Linked DNA regions of Rattus norvegicus: region 2 is linked to region 1. A link is a contact called in public Hi-C data. All regions are on one chromosome and are shown on one strand. The core of a region is the stretch at or near the end of the contact, and the rest is flanking DNA. Distances in the headings are between cores, read along the strand shown.

Region 1 (3,031 bases), core at 238-2,737:
GCACACCTGGTTGTTGCCAGGTAACTGTGGGCCAGAGCCTAGAAGGAATGCCAACAGTGGATATGTAAGTGTGTGGAGTGTATGGATATAAAATTGTATGACTACATGAGGATGCACATGTGTGAGTGTGTGCGTGTGCATGTGCATGTGTGTGAATGTGCACCGCATGTATACGAAGGCATGGGTACGGGCTGGAGAGATGGCTCAGTGGTTAGAGCACCGACTGCTCTTCCAGAGGTCCTGAGTTCAAATCCCAGCAACCACATGGTGGCTCACAACCATCTGTAATGAGATCTGATGCCCTCTTCTGCTGTGTCTGAAGACAGCTACAGTGTGTATAATAAATAAATCCTTTTTAAAAAAAGTAACAGGGGTTAGGGATTTAGCTCAGTGGTAGAGCGCTTGCCTAGCAAGCATAAGGCCCTGGGTTCGGTCCCCAGCTCCGGAAAAAAAAATAAAATAAAATAAAAAAGTAACAGGCTACTCTTTTAAAAAGGCATGGGTACATATGGTCGAAGTGTAGGTCTGTGCATGCATACATACATACATACATACCGATTTGTGTACGGGGTGCATGTTACTATGTGTGTGCCACACGAATTCAACTCTCTGACAAGGAAGATTAAGGGAGTTGTGCAAGGGCAGTTCTGGCACAGAGAAGAGAGAATTATCATTCCACACTGCTCAGAAACTGCCAGTTGACTGTGGGCAGACGCGCAGCACACTACCCGTAACACCCCATGGGCTAGCTAGTGCCTGACTTGGGGTCTGGTGAGGTTCCCTTTTCTCAGATATGAGTGGCAGAATATAGTGTTCTGTCATAGAAAGCTGAGGCGTGACTGGGTTTAGAACCATATAGACTTGAGCTCCATTTCATGCTCTGCCTGCAGTCACTCCGGGACTGAGAGCAAGCCACACCACCTCTCTGGCCCTCCCTTTCCCTGTCTAGCAAGGCACATCAGAAAGCGATATAATAATTGACAGTTTTGTCCTGATGAACGAGGAAAATCTTTTTTTCAGTGTTTCCTTTTTTTTCAAAGCTGTCACTTTGTGCCTAATCCGCAGTGAAGCCAGGCTTCCTGGCTGGTTAGAAGATGGTCTGTAGCCCATCTTAATGACCCATTAGGTCTCTTTGGAAGCCACTGACAAATAAAGCCCCGGGGTCACAAAGAGTTAACGCTGTAGAGCCAGGGCAACCCCGCAGAGTTCAGCCAAACGTTCTTCAACTGGGACCAGGAAAAAGTACCTGTTACACAACAAACCCTCTGCTAGCTGAAAATACCGACCAGAGCGAATAATGCCTGTTTAAAAATGAAATAGTACACCTGAGTCAGCTGATAGCCTGACTCTTCAAAGGTCTGAAGTGAAATAAAGAAAGGCCGCCTCAGCAGGGAGGCCGCGGTGGCGTTGGGGGAGAGCCAGGCGGAACAAGGACGCAGTGGCCGCCAGGCCACCTGCCCGGGAGGCGGGACCTGAGTCAATAAAGCCACTAAGCAAACAGTCATGCTCAGTTTGTACAGTGGTTGAGGCTTGTGGGCGGAGGAGCGCTGGAAGCCGGCACACATCCCCCGTTAAATCCCAGCCCAGCTCCCAGCTTTGTTTACATGGCTCGTCTCACCGCAAGATGGCGGCCCGTGGGGTGCGGGGCAGCTTCGGGCGAGCGGGAGCTGGGCCGGGGACTGCACCCTGGGGCGGCTCCCCTGCCTGCATCCTCTCACACAGCGGTACTGAGATCCGTTATCTTGATGAAACAGGGCTGGGAGGAGGGAATAAGGATGTAGGGGTGGGGCTCTTTAGCCTAGTCACTTAGACAGTGGGGGTGAGTCTCAGGATAATCTACACTGTATAACATTTCATATTTTGGAAGTAGTAAGAGCTGAGAAGAAGGCAGCTTCCATGCAGAGCATGCGCGTGTCTCTCATCTCTGCGACAGGAAGTTTTGCTGCCTCATGCCTGAAATCCTAGCACTCAGGAAGCTGAGTCAGGATGATGGCTGTCAATTTATGGTCTGCTTGGCTTACATCGTGAGACTATCTTAAAAACAAACCAAATAAACAAGCAAACAAAAGTTAAAAGGACAGTGGAGTTTGAGTCGGAGATGCAAATGGGGTATCAGTAGTAACCAGGCCTAAGAGCTTCCACGTTGTCTGCTTTGAAATTTCTTCTCCTAAACTGGGTGGAGGATGGTCCACGCTTTTAATCCCAGCACTCATGATGTCTGATTTTGAGGCCAACCTGGTTTACAGGGCAAGCCTCAGGACAGCCAGGGCTACATAGAGAAACCCTGTCTTGCAAAACAAGCAAACAAGCAAGCAAGCAAGCAAACAAAATCTCTTCTTTCCTCAAGAACTCTGTTCCTTCTCAGCAGCGATTTTAATCAGGGAGCTGGGGTGGCCCTCATGAGACCTTTGTCAAAAGCTGGAGGCATGCTTAGCGGTGGTAACATGCTGGGGTGCTACTGTAGGTGGGGATCAGAATAGTGGTTGAATATCTGACAGTGCACAGCTCTCCACATCAAAGTATTCTCCAGCCCCAAATGTCAACAGTGCTGAGGTTGAACTGTGCTCTCATGTCTTACCGCTATTGAAAAGTATCTATTTAAGTCACAATACGACCTGAATGGCTGGCAGTCCGCATAGAAACCTAGGGCAAGTTGATTTTTAAAGAGGTTTCTATTTGAGAGCTCTAAATCAATCTCAATGTGTCTCTCTCTGTATCTCTGTCTGTCTGTCTCTCTCCCCTGTCTCTGTCTCTGTCTCTCTCTCTCTCTCTCTCTCTCTCTCTCTCTCTCTCACACACACACACACACACACACACACACACACACACACACACACACACTCACACGTACAGAGTTGTGTTGGGGGAGGTCCCATTTCTTCCCTCTTGGGTTGCTATGACACCTACCTACTCCATGGCAGTAGGCAGACCAGCCCTGACAAGTATTCCTTGCAAAGGCTGAAGTGAAGACACTGGTGTGAGGTCCCCACCTATCTGCAGTTACAGGAAGCACAAGTACCGACGGATAAGC
Region 2 (2,780 bases), core at 239-2,738, 480 kb before region 1:
GAAGACAGCGTCCGTGTACTTATATACATAAAATAAACAAATAATTCCAAAAAAAGAAGTAAGTCAAAGTAGGACTGTGAAGTGTCCATTTGAGGAAGTGGAAGTGATTGCTTTGCATACACAAGGACATGAGTTTGTATCCCCAGAGCCCGTGTAAGTAAAGCGGGACATAGTGCCACTTGCTCACAACCCCAGTGCTAGGGAGGCAGAAATGTGGACTCGTGGGGCTGGCTGGCCAGCCCAGTCTACTCAGTAACCTCTAGGTCCATGGGTCTTGAAGCCTCCAAAATACATGAAGGATGGTGCCTGGGAAAAGTTACCTGAGGTCATCCTCTGACCTCTACATCCACACCTGTATATGTACACAGATGATTCCCACACCCATGAACTTGCACACACATGTACACACACAAATAATAAAAATGGATCATAAGGCTAAGTAATCAGAGTCTCTCCTAATATGCACAATTTTATTTATAATAAAGTCGTGTTAAGAACCTTGAGGGCTTGAAACTGAACTGTCTGGGTTTGAATCCGGGCTCTTTACCTGTTTACTTCTGTCAGGTGCTTATTAACTTGTTTTAGTGAGATCATCTCTTGGAGAAGAAGTGCTCATGTCTTGCCAAGGGTCAACAGAGAGGCATGGCTGTCATCGGGCAGAACATCTCCATACTTCCTTCCTCCTAGCTGGCCGCATGACTGCCGAGAGCCCTTCTCAGAAACCCTTTTTATGCTCAAGAGTGTTATAACTGAGCCCAACTTATATAGGGCCCATTATGCTGCCAAGAATGTTCCAGAAGCATTGGGATTACAGGCTTGAATAAGAGCTATTAGAGAACTGGTTGGGCTATCTTTGGTCAGCCTGAAACAATTGCAAGGTATCACCAAGTTAAAGCGTGCTGATTGCTAGTGACCCCTGCTCCCACCCCCACCCACCCCCACGCACTAGAGTGTCTCAGGGTTTGCAATCCACACTTGGCCATAGAAAATTCCATTTTTAGAATGAGGAGGACCCCAGAGAAACCTGAGCCTGAGCATTGTGACAGACGCCCTGCAGGGGATCATACACCTCAGAACTCTGAGATGATCAGACACTGAAGTGGTTTGGGTTTTGCTGAGGCCTCATGGAAGGAGAGAATCTTTTCTTTTGACGAAATGTGTATAATGGAGCTGAGAGAGACTTAGCAAATCTCCCAGCTTGAGATCTTCATGCCAGTGACCTGATGATATCTCATCTCTGAGTGTCCCCAGAATATCCTGTACACAGTGTAACATGTCTCATATGCTGTAAATCAAAGAGCTGTCTTGCCTTCTCACTGACACCCCTGGGTTTCTGTGGGCTCTTATGCAAGTAGACAAGGTATCAGGCCTTGACCTGAGGTCTGACCTACCACGGCCATGAGTCAATGGCTGTCAGATTCCACACACCCTAACTGCTCTGTCCCTGCTACATTTTAGGAGACTCCAACTATTTTTGGGAAGAAAACAAGTTATCTTTCCGTCTGCCAGTGTGTTTGCCAAGACACATCCTGATTCATTACACAGCCACCAAGATACAAAGCCCTAAAAATAGCAGACTCCCTTTAATGTTTCGTTTGGCATCGGGGCTCCAAGCCCATATGAACCACAGTTGGTATTTCAGACTGATTTCATTGAATTTCCTGGGTATTATGCTCTTTGGCTGTGGAGGGCAACTTGCTGTTTATCTCATCTCTGCTTGGCTTTAGATTAAGGCTCCGTGCTTAAAAAGAAAAACAACATTTGACCACCCATCTGTTTAATATTTATTTTGCCTTTTCTTTTTTTAAGCTCCCTTGTTATGCTAACATTACTGCTTCTAAATAGAGTGTCCATGTTTGATTGCATTGTTCCTTTTAAAATCTTTTCCCCTTGTTGGTCTAATTAGAATTTATAATGTACTGGGGCTAGAACTTCTTCAACGTAAAACTCCAAACTACATTCATGGATCTCCATGGCAGACACTGGTGAATAACCTCTCGTTTTCACTCATTTCCTTCAGTTTACTAAACTGTGGCATTTAGGCCTTGTTTCCTGCTCAGCATCGCTATGTTCTAGTAGAGGAAAATGGCGGCTGGGGCAGCGAGTCTTCAGAATAGAGTCAAGTACAAGTGGTGCATCATGGTCGTGTCCTTCCCGCTGCACACACTGCTGTGGGTCAAGGAGCCACTCTCAGTCTTTCATAAGTCCTGTGAGGTCTAATGAGCAGGAGACTAGGGAGACAGATTAGTTATTTCTTCACAGACATCCAGGTAACCATGACTTTGCAACCTCTCCTCCTCCACCTCCTCCTTCCCCTTCTCCACTTCCTCCCTCCCTCCTCTCCTCCCTCCCTCTCCTCCCCCCAACTCTCTCTCTTTCTCCTTTCCCCTCTCCATCCTTCCTCTCCTCTTTCCATTATAGTATACAGACATATAGCTCTATTGCTACACAGTTTCTAGGAAGCTGTTGTTTGTTTTGTATCTTCAGCCATGTTTGTGGTTTGGGGACACTTGGAGGTCAGCCGTTGCTGTGACTTGGACATCTCTGTGATTGGAGCATCTCTGGGTTTGGATAGGCACATAAGAGAAACTGGATTGAATTGATTTGCTGGAACACAGTCATTGGACTCACTGTGAATCTGCTACCTTTCCAAGTCTGGCATTTTCCTGTGTGATTCAGGTATGATGCTAGCCAAGTTGAGCCTTTCAGGAGTAGATGATGTTCCTTTAATGTCTGTGTTCATTACATACATTGTGAGGGCTTGGGGAAACTTAAAAAAA

Evidence for each region. Hi-C and Micro-C count contacts between places; a contact is called where the count stands out from the background.
Region 2: a Hi-C map of the A7r5 cell line shows a contact between it and region 1, with 2.8 times the contacts expected there. The contact joins two enhancer-like sites. A contact is called at or near these places in 3 of 12 Hi-C or Micro-C datasets (the A7r5 cell line, hepatocytes and liver).

The regions. Positions count from the first base shown.
Region 1 is chr7:70,178,012-70,181,042 of GRCr8, reverse strand. No RefSeq gene overlaps it. Among named protein-coding and RNA genes, the nearest start is that of Grhl2, 110 kb to the left of the region's middle. Within about 2 kb of position 1,487, at least 63 of the 93 cell types and tissues checked have an H3K27ac peak or open chromatin away from gene starts, as enhancers often do. A contact at or near this core is called in the A7r5 cell line, where this site is marked.
Region 2 is chr7:70,661,624-70,664,403 of GRCr8, reverse strand. It overlaps a transcript of Ncald not described here. Among named protein-coding and RNA genes, the nearest start is that of Ncald, 150 kb to the right of the region's middle. Within about 2 kb of position 1,488, at least 16 of the 93 cell types and tissues checked have an H3K27ac peak or open chromatin away from gene starts, as enhancers often do. A contact at or near this core is called in the A7r5 cell line, where this site is marked.